Linked DNA regions of Mus musculus: region 1 is linked to region 2. Evidence: chromatin contacts called from public Hi-C data. All regions are on one chromosome and are shown on one strand. Each heading gives the region's core, a stretch centred on a gene start, on an enhancer-like site or on the middle of the called end of the contact. The rest is flanking DNA. Distances are from core to core; before and after follow the strand shown.

Region 1 (2,913 bases), core at 341-2,840, 350 kb before region 2:
GGGCATTTCCCTGCAGACCTCAGTGGATGTGGAGAGGCCCTCCTTTGGGCCTTTACTCTAATATTCAGGTGAGCCAGGAGGCCTGGGTTCTTGTACATCATCAGTTCCAGAGCCTTCCATTCTGTGTCATCTCTCTGCACTGCATTCAGCCTTGTGTGCTGTGGGCTACCATTTTGTACCTGACTTTTCCTGTAAAATATATTCTCATAATAGCACAAAAGAACAGCAGAAGCCACACAGCAGCGCTCTCAGTAAATGAGACGTGGAGACTGGCCCTTGCCCGGTGGGTGGTGAATGTCTCTGCCTCTTGTCTTCTAGCACGGCAGCTAGGTCTTCTGGTCTCAGACCTTCCTATGTTTTCCCCAGGCTCCATGCTTCCAGTTCCAGTTGGTGGGGCACAGGCCATAGCATCATAAGTTCGGTAGCCTTTGGGAGCCAGGTCTGGCCACCAGACCATGGTTTGCCTGGATCCCCTATGGAGGAGGTCAGAAGCCATGCTGGCCTGGGTGGGATAGCATCGTGGTTGGTGTCTTGATGTGGATGGAAGCTTTCTGTTTATTTGCATGTCACATGGGTGAGCAGTGCCCATGATTTTTGTCTAGGAAAAACCTAGACTTTACGGCCATACATTCTGCTGGCCTTGACCCAGTGCCTGGCTTTCCTACCTTGCCCCTGCCCTGGTACATGGTTGTTCCACCTGTAATAAGAGTCCCCTCTCAGGAAGGAGAGCCTGCTGTCCTGTCCTGTGAATCCCAGAGGTCTATCTCAGTGCCACCAACTCTGAGAAATTTCTAGGGGAGGGGGTCCACATTTTAGGTTCTGAACCCTGAAAATGCCAGTGTAGCTAACATTTGCCCCTCTTGGAAATAACAGTTTCCAGTGTTAGGGATTTATTTGGACCCTACTCTAGTTCCAGCAGAGCCCTAATCCTGTCAATACTGAGTTTGGATGCTGCTCCCACCATGGGTATACACTAAGCTATAGTTCCAGCTAGACAGTATGCCCCACACCTGCTCACATACTGATCAAACAGGCCCAATTCCACTCATACACAACTCTGGTTTTGGTTATATACTGACCCTGCTCACACTGAGCCCTAGTCCTGGTCATACAAAACCCTGTCCTTAAACACATGGAGCCTACCCTGAGCTGGTTCTTTTGTCTTTGGGAGCATCCCCTGTGTTGTGCTGCGTGTATTAGGTGTTGAGGACTCAGGTGACCAGAGCAGACCAGCACCCCTACTCTACCCCCACCCCCAACCCCCAGAGTTCACAGCATGCTGCAGAAAACACATTCTAAGCAAGCAAGTGCCTATGTGGTAAATACTGTTTAGCCAGTAAAACAGCCAACTGCTCTCGACAGAAAATTCAGTTTGTGTCAGGGGTGGCGTGATGACCTTCACATGAAAGAAACGTGAAGGCCGAGAGTCACAGCTGACAGCGAGCCAGCAAGCCACCGAGGTTCAGGTGGCTTCCGCTACGCCATCCATCGTCATTCTTATTGGTCCAAGATATCTGTGGGACTGTCGCCACCACACTGGTGTTCTGAGTAGCCGGAGGTGGGGATGGCATGAAGACGAGGCATGCCCACTCCAGAAGGATGTCTGTTTGCTTCTCAATCCAATTGGCTGCAAATTGGATGTCACACTTAGCTGCCGTGGAAGCTGGGAAATAGTTCATATTTTTAGCCCCCAGTAGGGATTTTGTTACTAAAGGGAAAGAGACATGCTGGGCTAGGTGCCCAGCAATCTGCCAAACTTGAGGAACTGAGAGAGCTGGGCCCCGTGTGGTCTAGAGGGTTGGGTGTGCCTCCCTGAAGAAAAGATGGTTCAACAAGACCAGAACAGGAATTTTGGAGAAAGTGAGTGACTTCCGCGGATGATGGGGAAGGATGGGTGGGAATCAACCTGGAACAAGGGGAGATCTGGGGGAAATGGCTCTTCATGGGTGTTCTAGTGCTGGGGACCAGGCTCCTAGCAGAAGTAGAATACCTGTCTGCCTGCACTCTGAGCCAGGGCTCCTTTCAGTCGCTGCTGAGAGCCTGGTCAGCACCAGAGGAACCGTCTTTGGCATGACCTCTAGCACAGGTACATTTGTGGTGATAAGACCAAGTGTGTACGGGGACACTATCTTCAGACTCAGCCCTGGACTGGATATTGCTCCACCTGAGAGTGGGGAGGCCTGGCCCAGACCTTGCTGGGAAGGAAAAGGTAGGTGTGTCAGTGTGTGTGTGTGTGTCTGTCTGTCTGTCTCTCTCTCTCTCTCTCTCTCTCTCTCTCTCTGTGTGTGTGTGTGTGCCTGCCTAGCCAGAGTAACCAAGTCTGAGTGTTTGAAGGTATCCTCAGAGAATATGGGATAGATTATTTTAGCTGCCTGATGGAGTTCTAGCTGAGGCAAGCCAAAGATACCTTAGAGGGGCCAGGTAAGCATGACACATAGGTTAAGCGGGTCTGCCTGGCTTGCTGCTTACTGTCAACTTCTTGGGAGTCAGTGCTGAGGAGGGAGAGAGTACAGGCAGAGTTCCGAATACCTTACAGATAACACAGAAGTGGTCAGCAAAAGAAGGCAGGAGGGACAGGAGAAGGAGCCTGAAGGAGTAAGTAGCTAAAGACTAACTAGAGGGTTTCTAGAGAGTTCCTGGCAGCCTTGGCTACCTTAGGAAGGCCCCAGTGGAACAAAGACAGGGAGGGCCCAGACTCTGGACAGCTAGAGGGGGTCAGTGAGCATGTCAGCTGATGGCACTTCCTGACAGTCTGTGTAAGGCCTAACAAAGTCTGCAGTGTGTGCCAGAAGAGGCTGGCTGGAAGGGATTCCTTCAGAGCCAGGAGATCCCATCACCTCACTAAGCACCCCTCTTGACAGAGCAGAGGGGTGAGGTGGCATCTAAAATTGAGAGAGTTTGATTTCTGGATCA
Region 2 (3,028 bases), core at 496-2,995:
ACCCTCCTTCTGTATGCCACCTGGTCTCAGAATCTAGTTGCAGAAACAGGGTACAGATATACTATTCCCAAGAAGGGGGTATAGGAAAAGACAGCTCCCATGTGACAGCCTCCGCTCCTGTGCTGGACCCACGCCTCTTCCCTACCACACCCCACTCAACCCACTGTTCCAATGCACCCCACGAAGTCAGATCTTGACTCCAGGCCTAGCCATCCAAGGCTCCCATTGAGTTACCAGGTATTTGGGCACCCCCTGCACCCTACAGAGTCTTTCCTTGGCCACACCCAGTGTCTCAGGCAACTCAGGCAAGGCCAGACAGGTCATACCTGTTCTTTGAGGCTCTGCAGTCAGTGTGGTGGTGAAAGAGGTGCTCTCTGGAGGCAGCTGGTGGAGCAGACCAGGGAGGTGCTCCAGTAGGACCTCAGGTTCCTCACCTGTGAGATGAGCTGGCATTCTCACCCAGAGAGGATTGTTGAAGCGGGGCTAAGTGTTTGGGAGGATTGGGCTGTTACTCAACTCCATACTCCATGTGGCACCCAGCATGCAGGTGCTGAGGGAGTGATGGAGCCTGCTGGGATAGGAACCACAGACATAAACTTCTATGGGGCTTCTATGAACCTCTGTCTATTCTACACTGGGGTAAAGAAGATGACTCATCCCACCCCTGCTCCCTGTCTTTATGTGCTGTGTGAATGGGGCCAGGCTCCCATCTGCTGATGACACTCCAGCTGTCAATCATCTTTGTGAGTTGACACAGTTTTTAACTTCCAGAACCAGCCTCGGCACACTCAGAATTCTGACTGTGACCACTGTTTCCCTGGTGCTGGTGCAAGGACCCAGTAAGGAGGTCACTAGCGTCATTTCTTAGCAGAGACATGGACATTTGAAGAGATGACTCCAGGAGTGTTGCTCAAAGCTGGAGTGTCCCACTCTTCAACACTCAGCCTCCCAAGTCATGTCCTTCCCTATCAGACAGCAGCACCTAGTGCTATCCAAGCAGAGCACACTCCATCCACCCCAGCTCCGGAGGATGCACATGAGGAAGCCTAGCTCATCTGCAACGCCCACCCTCTGGCTAGGAATTCTCTGCTATGGGATGCTTTTAAATGTCCAGAAAGAGGAAACCTTTATTCCTAAGGACCATCACAGCTTGGGCAGAAGTCGCCTGCTTGGCCTTGGAGAGAAAGGCTTACTCCATGGGAGGAATGAGGACTAGGTAAAAGACAAGATACTCCCTCTTCAACTTGGCCAGTGGTGATCTCCTGTCCCCTGGGACTATTCTCCAAATCCTGTGATCCTTGCTGCCTCCAGGTAGGGAAGCAGGTTCAAGAAATTGGGACAAGAAGAGCCTGGACCTAGGAGACAAGGGAGGTGTAAAGTAGAAGGCCCAAGAGGAACCAATGAAAAAGAGGAAGACAGTCTGGGAACAGGAGGTAGTGTAGGGATGGTGCCGTGTGTGTACTGGCCTGTGACTCCCATGCTCTGATCCCAGAGAAAACCCCGAGTGAGCCATAGCCCAAACTCCATCCTGCACCTGCCAGACCAGGAGCACTCCAAAGCACAGATGTGTCCAGATGTGCAGATGGGTGGCCTACAGCCCCACTTTGCTGCTAATGAGAAACAGCTGTTCTCTGGGCAGGAGGCATCTCCACATCATGCTTAGGAACGTGGGGGACCATCTCCTGCCAGGCCTGCCGTCCATTATCATCCCATTATGGGTGAGCCAAGTTTTATGAGTCAGCCTCCCGGGGCTCAGCACCAAAATGAGCTGCTCCGTGCTGGGGAGGGGGTGGCAGGGCAGCTGGGGCCTGAGTCAGCCCCAGTAGGATTTCAGCTATGTGTCAGCAATCCTCTGCAGGGAAGGAGAAGGGAGGCAAGAAGGGAGAAAGGAAGGGGATGCAGCCCCTGAGGGTTATGACAGGGGAGCCTGTGAGCCAAAGTAGGTCTTTTCCATGGAGGCCTCTTAACTTGCTTGAAGATCATGGGCCTCTTAACTGGGTATCTAAGAAATGTGCCCAAATGCTCCACACGGCAGGTGGGATTGCCAGCTCCACAGAACTTCAAATTTTAGTCTAAGGATAATGTCAGACCTGCCCCTACAACCTGGGCTGGCCTAGGTTCAAGAGCCAGTAAGGCTGACTACCTCCTTCCTAAACCAGCTCTCTAGCCAGCATGGGTTCTGAGCTCCATACTGCTTCCTACCTGCCTTGACCTTGGGCAACTCTCTCCATCTACCCTACACTTGAGGCTTCCAGCTTCAGAGCAGATGGACACAGGGGTGAAGAGCTGGCATGGTGAGTCCTCTCCTGCCATCCAAGTTCTCTGTTCTTGCTACCTGCCTCCCCTGTTCTCTAACCACTCACTGGCTGGGTCACCCAGGCGTGATAGTTAATCTGGATTTGCTGCAGCTAATTAGAAGGAGTGTGTCCCCAGCTCCAAAGATGCATCCTCCCCTCCATCAAAGATGATGCAAATCCCTGGACTCCCAACTGCTATGGAGAAGCAGCAGAGGTAAGGCAGGCCATAGTGGATTACCCCGGATCCTTTGGGAACCACGAAGCCTGCTGAATACAAACTAGCATGTGTGACCATCCTCTGCCTTCTCTTCCAGCTTTGGGGAGGACCTTGACCAATAAACCAAAAAATACACAGCGGTAGGGACAGGCACAGAGAAACCCTGGGAGCAGATAGAGCCTTGTGGGGTGCTCAGAAAGCTGGGCAGGATGTCCGCTGCCTGCCTCCAGAGCAGTGGTTCTCAACCTGTGTGCCGCAACCCCTTTGGGGTTGAGCCACCCTTTCACAGTGGTCACATATCAGATATCCTGCGTATCATTTACATTAAAATCCATAACTGTAGCAAAATTACAGTTATGCAGTAGCAACAAAATTAATTTATGGTGGGGGAGAGGAGCGGTCACCACAACATGAGGAACTGTTATTAAAGGTCCATAGCATTAGGAAGGTTGAGAGCCACTCTACTGGAGTCTGATATCCTGCCCCAGGCAATGTTACCCACCCATAAGAGTTT

The links. A called contact is a pair of places that touch in the nucleus more often than the background predicts.
Region 1: a Hi-C map of cerebral cortex shows a contact between it and region 2, with 1.8 times the contacts expected there. The contact joins two enhancer-like sites. A contact is called at or near these places in 2 of 484 Hi-C or Micro-C datasets (cerebral cortex and conventional type 1 dendritic cells) and 1 of 9 other capture datasets (embryonic stem cells).

Annotation. Positions count from the first base shown.
Region 1 is chr15:74,394,973-74,397,885 of GRCm38.p6, reverse strand. Gm19859 (a long non-coding RNA gene) reads left to right here. Exons shown (of 6, transcript XR_001781685.2): 1 at 1-1,860. Among named protein-coding and RNA genes, the nearest start is that of Gm19859, 4.0 kb to the left of the region's middle. Within about 2 kb of position 1,590, at least 7 of the 459 cell types and tissues checked have an H3K27ac peak or open chromatin away from gene starts, as enhancers often do. A contact at or near this core is called in cerebral cortex, where this site is marked.
Region 2 is chr15:74,048,463-74,051,490 of GRCm38.p6, reverse strand. No RefSeq gene overlaps it. Among named protein-coding and RNA genes, the nearest start is that of Gm32405, 50 kb to the right of the region's middle. Within about 2 kb of position 1,745, at least 7 of the 459 cell types and tissues checked have an H3K27ac peak or open chromatin away from gene starts, as enhancers often do. A contact at or near this core is called in cerebral cortex, where this site is marked.